2 separate regions of the Mus musculus genome follow, and region 1 is linked to region 2. Evidence: chromatin contacts called from public Hi-C data. All regions are on one chromosome and are shown on one strand. The core of a region is the stretch at or near the end of the contact, and the rest is flanking DNA. Distances in the headings are between cores, read along the strand shown. Region 1 holds the start of Tm7sf3 (transmembrane 7 superfamily member 3). Region 2 has its middle 18 kb from the start of Itpr2.

Evidence for each region. Hi-C and Micro-C count contacts between places; a contact is called where the count stands out from the background.
Region 1: a Hi-C map of Th1 cells shows a contact between it and region 2, with 2.3 times the contacts expected there. The contact joins the promoter of Tm7sf3 here to the enhancer-like site in region 2. A contact is called at or near these places in 2 of 39 promoter capture datasets (the C10 cell line and pre-B cells), 1 of 484 Hi-C or Micro-C datasets (Th1 cells), 4 of 115 datasets of contacts at active chromatin or transcription factors (the SCID.adh cell line, embryonic stem cells and memory CD8 T cells) and 2 of 9 other capture datasets (adipose tissue and liver).

What each region holds. Positions count from the first base shown.
Region 1 is chr6:146,630,971-146,636,423 of GRCm38.p6, forward strand. It overlaps Tm7sf3 (transmembrane 7 superfamily member 3), which reads right to left and starts at 3,622. Exons shown (of 12, transcript NM_026281.2): 1 at 3,416-3,622. The coding sequence starts at 3,491.
Region 2 is chr6:146,517,827-146,523,188 of GRCm38.p6, forward strand. No RefSeq gene overlaps it. Among named protein-coding and RNA genes, the nearest start is that of Itpr2, 18 kb to the left of the region's middle. Within about 2 kb of position 3,420, at least 60 of the 459 cell types and tissues checked have an H3K27ac peak or open chromatin away from gene starts, as enhancers often do. A contact at or near this core is called in the SCID.adh cell line, Th1 cells and memory CD8 T cells, where this site is marked.

The sequences.
Region 1 (5,453 bases), core at 2,372-4,871, 110 kb after region 2:
TGCCTGGCTCACGTCTCCATTCTTAACCGAGCTGCTTTGTGCAAGGCAATGATTTGCTGGACCAGAACCATTGCACAATTTGTACAGAAGGCTGCATTTTAACCCCAGTGCCTGTGGTTTCCCTCCTGGCTATGAAGGTCTCTGTCATATCTGATGATCCAGTGTCTGGCACTGTATCAGTGGCCTGGCAGTGAAAGCCGGTTCAACACTGACTGAACTCTGTGACTTAAGGCAAGGTATTTATTTCCTCTGGGCCTTTGTTCTCTTGCAGTTAAAGGGAAGCAGCTATGCTACAGAAACCACCCAACAAATGGGAGGATGGTTTTATAACCTAGAGGAGCTGCCTAGCAGGGACCATGAACTTCTGAAGCCTGCCAGTGCTTTGGAGACGCAAAAATGTTCAGGCATCCTCAGGTTGGCCCCACAAAGACACTAGTGAGGAGAGGATTAATTTGTCCTCACAGAGATGCCCTGCCTATCATAAGCTGCATTGAGGGGACTTCCACAGAGATACTTACTCAAGGTGGGGCCTGGGGTATAGCTTATGGTAGATGTTTGAACAGAGCTCTGAGTTCAATTCCCAGTACCACCAAAAATAACCCAGAAATGAGAGAGAAGAACAGGGGTGTGGAATAACACACTCTCTCTCTCTCTTTCTCCCTGTCTCTTTCTCTGTCTCTCTAAGACTAAACTGCTTTTGCCACATACATGATAGAAATTTAATTTAATTTCCTTTTGTTTGCTTTTATTATTATTTAGTTGTTTTCTAGTACTGGAGATTGAACCTAGGGCCTCTCAAGCTCCGAGCAGGCCATCCAGCACTAAACCACACCCTAGCTCTTTAACATTTGCATTTCAAGACAGAGTCTAAGGTGCCCGAACTGCCTTGGACCTTACTCTATTGTGATCCTTCTGCCTCAACTTCCCAAACAGCTAGCTGGGTTATGACAAGCTTGAGACAGCCAACCTGGCTGGAAACGGCATTTAATTCCTATTCACAAGAGACTTGGCAATAGAAGACATACCCAAAATACATCCTGCAGAAGTTAATAGGACCCTACCCTGGCCTCCAAGCCGTCAGGAGAAGGAGTCACCAGAAACATTTGACTGGCGTAATTAGATCTTATGACTGGGGTGTGGGAAGCAGACAGCACATCAAAGGTTGTTACAGAGCAGGCGGCCCAGTCAAGATGGCGTGGTTACTCGAACGGAACTTGGGAGAGTGATGGCTCTGCTTTATCTGACATTTCAAAAGCAACCCAAACTGCCATCAGCATGGGAGGGTCAGGTTTTCTATTTTCATACGTACTTTCCATCTTTAACCAGCCAGAGTCTCTTTTTCCTTCCACTAACTCCATTCTAGAAGACCTTCCACTCCTCATCTTCTCCTCTTTCCCAATCAGATCCGTATCTTAAAACCACCCAACTAACTCCCTCGTCGACTGCGTTACTAAAAGGCACCTTAGACTTCCCTCCATTGTCTGACACAGCAGCCAACTTTAGGAGCAGCGACAAAGTGCATCCCTCCTAAGTGGACTAATTCTCAGTCCAAACACTCAGGGCAAGAGGTACAGCTGCTGTCACCTGTACCATAACCCCAGCTCCGCCATCCACGGGAGGCTCACCCTTCGACTGTCTGTAATGTCCATGCTGCCTTTCACCAGCCAGATGGGGAATATCAGCTTTTAATCACACAGCTGTTGAGTGTCTCAGTTCTATCCCTCTCCTGCACACAATAATACTAACTTAAAACAGAAAGAACAGCACACAGGAAGGCAGCAGTGCCGTGCCGTAATCAGAGGTGAGACAAGGTAAGGAAAACCCCAATCCTCAACTAAGTGCTTCTCTTTCTGTGAAAAGTTTCCGGATATTAAGTACTGAAACTCCAAACTGGAAATAAAAGCTCTGGCTCCCAGGCCTCCAGACACAGGAGCTTTCCAAATCAACCCCAAGCTCAACCCTTCCTCTCTCCCACCTTCAGAAGGATGTTCCGAAGATACGCACTCGCAGATTAAATATAACACAGCATTATGCTGTGAAAGGTTTGGGGGTTTTTTGTTTGTTTGATTTTTGTTTTTGTTTTTTTGGTTTTTTTTTGAGATAGGGTCTCACGTAGTCCAGGCTGGCCTCCGAATCCTTATATAGTTGAATCTGATTCTGCACTCTGGATTCTCCACGTTCTAAATGCTGGGGTCTAGGCCTGTACCACCACACCCAGTCCATGCCATGCTCAGGAAGGGCACCAGGCCTGCTTAAATGCTAGGCGAACACTCTACCAACTCAGCTACATCCCCAGCCCGGGGGCAAGATATTCCTCTCAGAAAGTGGCTTTGCTGAAGTGCAGGGGTCATGCAACTTGCAGGGCAACACACCAGGTGTTGCTACGTTTGTAGCAAACGAGCATTTGGAGCCTCCAGAGGGTTGGATTGATTGCTAGCTCCTGGGGCGTTGAGGATTAGAGTACTCAGGCTGTGAAACGGACCTAGCATTCAGCCAGGGCCAGAGGCCAATGCTTCCTCTCTGCTGTAAGCCAGAGTTTTCTTCAAGAAAATAGGTGTGTGTGTGTGTGTGTGTGTGTGTGTGTGTGTGTGTGTGTGTGTGTGTGTGTATACACTTAACACACAAATATTTGTACTTTTCAGTACTGGCCTTAGTTGTACTCGAAGATCCTAAAGTGCGGTACTATCCCTGGCTTTTCACAGATAAACATTAGGAGAAATGATCCCATCACTCAGAAGACTATTGTATTTGCTACTTGTCTAGAGCTCAAAACAAGGAATGTACTTAACGCAGCCAGAAACAACACGTGACCACCAGCGTGGCACAATTAGTGCTTTTCATGCTTCCCATTAACGCCCCCGCTCCTGCCCAACAGTCGCTAAACCCCTCTCTCTCAGCACAAGACCTAGGATTTCACGTCCCATCACTGGCTCATTTTTCCTCTCAAACTGCAAATCGTCACCCAGTTAAAAAAGCAACTAGATTTCGGAGTATCAAAGTCAGCTACTGCGTGGAACGCCTTAGTTCCTCGATGGACTTTGCTACCGGTAGCCGACGGGTTCGGTTTGGTTTTAGTTTGGGCCTGACGCTCACTCTCCGGGCGGTCTCGAACACATAATCCTCCTGTCGCAGCCTCAGGGGTGCTGCGCTTACAGGCGTCCTCCCCGAAATTCAGTTTAAAAGGCCGTTTCAATGCGTCCAATTAAAACCACAAACATGGCTGCTCCCTGCCGGGAAGAATGCCTCAAAGGGGGCTACTTATCTCTTCCCGGTTCCCAGCCCAAACCAGGCGCTGGCAGGATGGACACGGTCCCGAACCCGCGGCCTGACGCGCATCTGCAACCGGGGAGGGCTGCACAGAGCCGGGCAGCCTGCGGCCCTGCTGCAGGAGCGGAGGCAAGTTCGGGAAGCTCACCGTCGCTGGAGTTCGCCTGGGCCTCGGCGCTGCCCGCCGCCAGCACCGCTAGGACCAGCAGGCGCAGCCGCCACATCGCTGCGGGCCGGGGCGCGCGGGCCAGGGGCGCGCAGGCCAGGTCGCTTGCTACCCCGGAGCGCCCGCGCGCATCGCTTTAGCGCGCCGGCCCCGCGCGTGCACCTGCCGCCCCAGCCCCGCCGGGCGCGCGCTTCCGGCACGACAGCCGCGCGCGTCCCCGGCCGGCCCTTGCGGGCGCGCGCCTCCTGCCGGGGCTTCTGGGCTCCCCGGGCTCACGGGGCAAGCCGGGACGAGTTCTTGCTTTTGTGTCTTTCCTTTCTCTCTTCTTCTTTCCTTCCTTCCTTCCTTCCTTCCTTCCTTCCTTCCTTCCTTCCTTCCTTCCTTCCTTCCTTCCTTCCTTCCTTTTTTCTTCTTTCTCTTTTCTTCTTCCTCTTTCTGTCTTTCTTTTTTCTTTTCCTTTTATTCCTTGTTTTTTTTCAAGATAGGGTTTTTCTGTGTAGCCCCAGCTGTTCTGGAATTCACTCTGTAGACTAGGCTGCCCTTGAACTCAGAAATCGCCTGCCTCTGCTGGTACTAAAGGCATGCACCACCACCACCCAGCTACTTTTTGTCATTCTAATTGTGCAAAATAACTCTCTCTCTCTCTCTCTCTCTCTCTCTCTCTCTCTCTCTCTCTCTCTCTCTCTCTCTCTCTCTCTCTCTCTCTCTCTCTCTCTCTCTCTCTCTCTCTCTCTCTGTCTCTCTCTCTCTCTCTCTCTCCCTCCTAAGACTAGGTCTCTCACAATCCAGAGTGACCTCCAGCTGCTATGCAGTAGAGATGACCTTGAACTTCTGACCTCTCGCTACTTCCTCCCAAGGGCTGGGAAGATAAACTTGTGCCACCACTAATGAATTTCATATTTTATTGAGATATTGAGGCACAGTGAGGTGCCCCAAGCCACAAATAGGATTCTTAGTATCTTAAAAGGCACTTATGAAAAGGGGACTGGGGAAAACTTAAAAAAAAAAAAAAAAACAAGCATAACACAAACTTGAGTTAATAATATAACCTGTCGCACTCTTTTCACTGAGATATGTCTCAATGTAGGATACCAATGACAGCCATGATAGAAACGGATGTAAAATGTATGAGAAATTTTGCAATTTTTCCTGTAACCTAAACCTATTTTAAAATAAATTGATAACATTTTAAATGGAAAAGGCAGGATGTCTGGTGCTTGTTTTTCCAGCACTTCGGAGGCTGAGGTAGGAAGCTTGCCAAGAACAGGAGAACACAGACTCCATACATAGTGAGACTGTTGAAAAATAGTAATGATAAAATCAGTAAACAAATTAACATAATGGACAGTGCTGGAGTCATTCCTATGCAACACCACTTACAGCAGTGGTTCTCAACCTTCCTAATACTGCAGCCCTTTAATACAGCTCGTGTTATGGTGACCCCAAACCAAAAAATTATTTTTGTTGCTACTTTATAACTATAATTTTGTTATTGCTATGTCATAAATGTCTGTGTTTTCCATGGACTTAGGTGACCCCTGTGAAATGATCCCCCCCCCCAGGGTTTTGAGACCCACAGGTTGAGAACAGCTGACTTAAAGTATCCTTGTGTCTGCAGCATGGGTGTGCTCTGAAAGTCAGCATGAAGGTATCCATGATTTCCAGGTAAGGGTAACAGAGGAATACAAACATCCCACGTCGTCATATCACACACATTAAACCAAACATCCCAAGTCGTCATATCACACACATTAAACACATGCCTGCTTCTCTCAAGTATCAGCTACATTCCTTGTGCTTCTTTATTGTTTTAATTATTATTACTTATTTTGGTTTTGTGAGACACGGTCTTGGGCCTTTCATTGGTAGCCTAGGATAGCCTAGAATTCACTATGTAGCCCAGGCTGGCCTCAACCTCCTGCTGCAAAGAACCCCTGTTTGTGCTTAAGAGCCCTTTGCAAATAAAATAAGATAAAATAAAATAAAATAAAATAAAATAATAAATAAAGGAATTCAGTGC
Region 2 (5,362 bases), core at 2,170-4,669:
ACTGTGCAGAGCAGGGCATGACAGTAATTATCAAATTGACAAGCTTCACCCATTGTCAACTATGGACTACTCATGACAGTTTTTCTTTCCTTCCTTTTCAGATTTATTTTTATTTATGTGTATGCATGTGTTTAAGTGTGCACATGCACACGAGTGTGTGTGTGTGTGTGTGCTGGGAACAAAATCCAGGTTCCCTGCAGGAGCAGCCAGTGCTCTGAGCCACCTCTCTAGCCCTCACTGGCAATTTTTAACTGACGTGTTCCAGCACCTGACAAAGACTTCAGAGATAGACTTAATTCTCTAAGCCTTAATATTAGTGTAGACAATGACAGGGCCACAAAAAAGCCAGCTCTTCACTCATCACATTGTGGAGTGTTTAGAATTTTCAGAGTTATTATTACAGTCAGTAAAACTACTCCCCAGCGGTTATCATGAAGAGGGGAATCCTGAGTGTATCATCTGAAAACAGGGTAGATAACAGTAGATGATGTGTATGATTGGATCTAGAATTTATTCCAACAATGGAAGTTCTCAAAGTATAAAGATAAATTGCACTCCCTCACTTATTACCAATCTCCTGATGTCAACTGAAAAAGAGAGTCATCTAACAGACTGCACCTGCTCCTCACACTGACAGTTTCATCATTTCTTCGAGCTAACAAAGGACTTTCTTAAATTGGTTTTATTACCAGAGGCTACATTGTTATATTTTACGTAATCTGAGGGGAGCTACCAGATAAATCTGTGACAAATTTTGTAAATTTGGCAGACGTTCTACAATGTCAGCATCAGCCATTCAGGGAAAGGTTTTCTAACTCTTACTGCCTGTGCACTGGACTACTCCAGATAAACTGGAAATACCTTCTTTGTGCAGGGTGTGAGCAGGGGCTGTGAAATGAAAGAAAAATACAATCTTGAACTTCATCTAGCTCAAGTCTGCTTAGGGAAAAACTCCCTCGATAGAATGTCCACACCATAGCAACAGTATGGTGCTTATTTCTATACATAATTACCAACTAACTTTTAAAACTTATTTCATATATGAAGAAAGTAAAACCTATATTCATTTGGATGTTTCTCTTAATGTTTACCAAAATGCAAGTGAGTTGAAACATGGGAAACTCTCTGGATGATAATTCATGATACACTGAAACAGCCACACTCTTGAGTTTAAGCTTTGTGATCTGTTTTTATGTTTCTGTTTTGTTGTTTTGTTTTGGACCTAATTTTCCTATTGATTTTGCAAATGGAACACTCCCAAACTGGATAGCATCTCCACACCTAGATGGATATCATTTTTTTTCCATTTTCAACAAATAGAAAAAACAACAAAGAACCATATAAATGAGGTGACTCATGCATGAATCCTAACCTCTCCACCCGTCCCTTCTCCTTGTTGCATCAGACATCAATCTATTTCCGAGCATAGTAATTTTCCTTTACCAGGGATTTGGTTTGCTGCAGGACCAGTTACCAAAGGTCCATCAGGTTGGAAAATAAAACATAGAAACTTCTGTAGAGCACACTGTTACAATGTTCTTATTTTTTTCATAATGTTAATTTCTTACTCTGCCTAGTTTATAGATTAAACTCTGTAATAGATATGTATGTATACGAAAACACGACATGGTTAGCATTGGGTTCTGCAGTATCCACAGTTTCAGGGTCTTTGGGCCACACTCCCCCATCAATAAAGAGGGGCAACATAAACTTATTTGTAATAACTCTGCCTAACCTCTGATAAGATACAAATAAGTCACATTGCAATAGGAAACTAGAAAATAATGACTCACAACAGAAAAGCACCGCATTGTCCTAACAGAGACAAGGCCTCTCTCTCCTCATCCTCATGAGTCTTTTTAGCATTCACTTACATACATAACATATTTGTCAAAGAATATTTTAAATCTTCTCTGAGCTATATGGAAACCAATTTTTCTCATTATGTATTATTAGCATAATCTCAAGGCTGAAGTGAGAGGTGTGAGATTATAATACAGTAGGTGTGCAGAAATGCTGCTGTTTATTTATATATTGTTTGCATGTACATGTGGGGGCAGACACATGCTGTAAGACACATGTGGAGATAGCAGACAACTCGGGATCCTCTGATCTCACCTTCCATCATGTTTGTTTCCTCTTTGTGGCTGTAAAAAAATACCATAACCAAAAGTGTCTTGGGAGGAAAGGGGTTATTCGGCTTATACTTCTAGATCACAATTTATCCTGGAGGGAAGTCATATTGGAACTCATAAAGGGACTGAAGCAGAAACTACAAAGGAACACTCTCATACTCCCTCTCATGCTCGGCTAGCGTCCTCAGACAGACCACCTGCCTGAGCCCACAGTGTGCTGGACCCTCCTACATCAACTAGCAACAAACAAGTTCTTATGACTACACCCAGAGCCAATCTGACTGAGGCAACCCCTCTATTAATGTTCCCTTTTCCCAAGTGTCTCTAGAGTGTGTCAAGTTCATAAGAATAACTAATCAGAACACATCATATGGGATTAAGGGGTTGAACTCAGGTCAATAGGCTTGATAGCATTCACCGTTACTCACTGGGCCATCTTGCCAACCTGGAAATGCCATTTTAATAGTCTCAGCCATTAATGGCTCTAACACACATCCTCACATCAACACAGAGGTTTGCATGTGGTTTGTCCCTAGTGAACTTATTTTATAGCAGTGCTCTGAGGTGAGGCATCTTTGAGGGGTATTTGGGGCATGGAGACTCCACCCTCCATGCCCCAAAGAGATTCATGTAGTTCCTGTAGGAGTGGGTTAGTTATCTCAAGAGTATTTGATCTCTTTCATTTCCTAATTTTGCCGTATGCTTACTCTCCTACCTGCTGCCATGCCTGAAGTAGCAGAGGCTCTCACAAGCAGCTGCCCAACCTTGGACTCTGTACCTGCAGAATCATGACCTTAACAGCCCTCTTTTTCTTTAAGAATACCCAGTCTCAGGTATTCTAGTATCACAATAGAAATGGACTAAGATGACCAATAAGAAAGAAAAAAAAATCTACTTATTAATGTAAGATGAACTCTCTTTCTAAAAAGATGTAGTTGCAGGCAGGGGAGGTTTTGCAGGTGTCCGCAGAGTCCAGAAGAGGGTATCATAGTCCGTTGTTTTGTTACAATTTGCCCCTAGAAAAAAAACCTTCCTTTTTATAGGGAAACTTACTAAGACACCAGATGTTCTAAAGAAGTGGTTTTCAACTTTCCTAGTGCTGTGACACTTCAATACAGTTCCTTATATTGTAGTGACCTCAACCATAAATTCATTTTTGTTGCTAATTCATAACTGTAATTTTGTTATTATTATGAATTGTAATGTAAATACTTTTGGAGATAGGAGTTTGCCAGAGGGGTTGCAACTCAGAGATTGCCTACCAGTGATCTAAAGGAAAGTGAAACACTGCATCCTGCAGGGGAATTCATAAAGCTTAGAAAGTAAACAATTCAGAAGCTTCAAAAAGTTCCTAAAACTGACAAGACTCACTAGGCCCCTCTCTCTTCAAGTGTATATGAGCAGTAAGGACCCCTAAGAGATACTCTTAGACAACTCAGTTACCTGGAAGCAGCTCAGATCAATTGAACTGCCTGGAAAAAACAAACAAAACAAAACAAAAACCTCTCCAGCTATCGATATGCCCATAGGCTGTGCAGTGCACTCCAGGTATCCACCTTTTGTGAGCTGTCACCCATGCTGGGGTGGGCTTTGGTAATGTAGCTGTCTTTGAGTCATTTCTGCTCCTGTGAGTAACTCCTCAACCATACTTCTATAAGAACCCCAGTGAAACTCATTGGTTCACCACGTTGGACTTAGTGGTTTCCTTTCTTTGAAGTGTGAGTCACTGGTTTCCTATTTGATTAGATGCTTGTTCATGACTCCTCAGGAACAATGTTGCATGAGACCTGGAACTGGAGTGCATGGTGTGGGTACAGGAGCTGAACTTGGGTCCTCTGCAAGAGCAGTATTCACTTTGACCTGCTGAGCCATCTCTCCATCCCCTGTGACATGGATTATCTGTAAGACTCAGTTTGAGAGAACAAGGGAGAAATTCCAAGAGGACTGGAGCAGGCCAGGTTCTGCCATGTCCGTCAGGGACAGCCACCAGGCTCAGCTCAGCCTGCAAAATCACCAGGCAGCAAGGCAACCATTGTCAGGTGTCAGCCAAAAGGGTGGAAGGAGCTAGCAGCAACCTTGCAGGGAAGGGACAATACCACAAAGAACCAAGACAGAACACAGAACAGCCCACATAGAACAAAGCCACCAGCTTACAAGCCACATCCTGTCAGGTGAGACCTAAAAGACCTCAGTAGTTAACCGAATGGTTTGCTTAAAATTTGGTAATTGGATCAAATTTTCACCTGGGAAGAATTCAAATCGGCTGCTTCTTGGCCACCTGGGAGACAGAGCTTCCTTAAGAATCAGAGCAGTTGCTTTAGACCAGTGGTTCTCAACCTACGGGTTGTGACCCCCTTAGCAACCCTCTGTCTCCAAAATTACTTACATTGTAATTCATTACAGGAGCAAGATTACAGTTATGAAGTAGCAACAAAAATAATTTTATGGTCGGGTCCCTGAAAAGGGAGTCACCCCTACCCCATCAGTACAGGACATACCCAGACACCAAATTCTCAACACAAAGGTGATTTACTACCCTGGAGGAGTGGCAGCAAGAAAAGCTGTGGGGAGCCGCCCTCACATTCGCCGTTGCAAGATGGCGCTGACATCCTGTGTTCTAAGTGGTAAACAAATAATCTGCGCATGTGCCAAGGGTAGTTTTCCACCCCATGTGCTCTGCCTTCCCCGTGACGACAACTCGGCCGATGGGCTGCAGCCAATCAGGGAGTAATATGTCCTAGGCGGAGAATAATTCTCCTTAAAAGGGACGGGGTTTCGCCATTCGCTCTCTTGCACTCTTGCTCCTGAAGATGTAAGCAATAAAGCTCTTGCGCTCTTGCGCCCTGGCTCCTAAAGATGTAAGCAATAGAGCTCTTGCTCTCTTGCACTCTTGCTCCTGAAGATGTAAGCAATAAAGTTTTGCCACAGAAGATTCTGGTTTGCTGTGTTCTTCCTGGCCAGTCGCGTGAACGCGTGTAAGAAAAAGCAAGAGTGTTTCTGCAGGAGAAAGAAGTTTAAGGGGGAAAATGGGGAGCCTGAGCTAGGGTGAGTTGGTAAATCCCGACTGGATATGTTAAGACAATTGATGAAATTTGATAGTTGGACATTTGTGTTTTGTCTCAGGAATGAGTCAGCAACCAAATAAGAGAATAGACCTTCAGGAATATATTGTTTTTTTCCAAGGGGGGGGGGAAGAGATAAAGAAGCGAGATATGTTTGGCATGTGT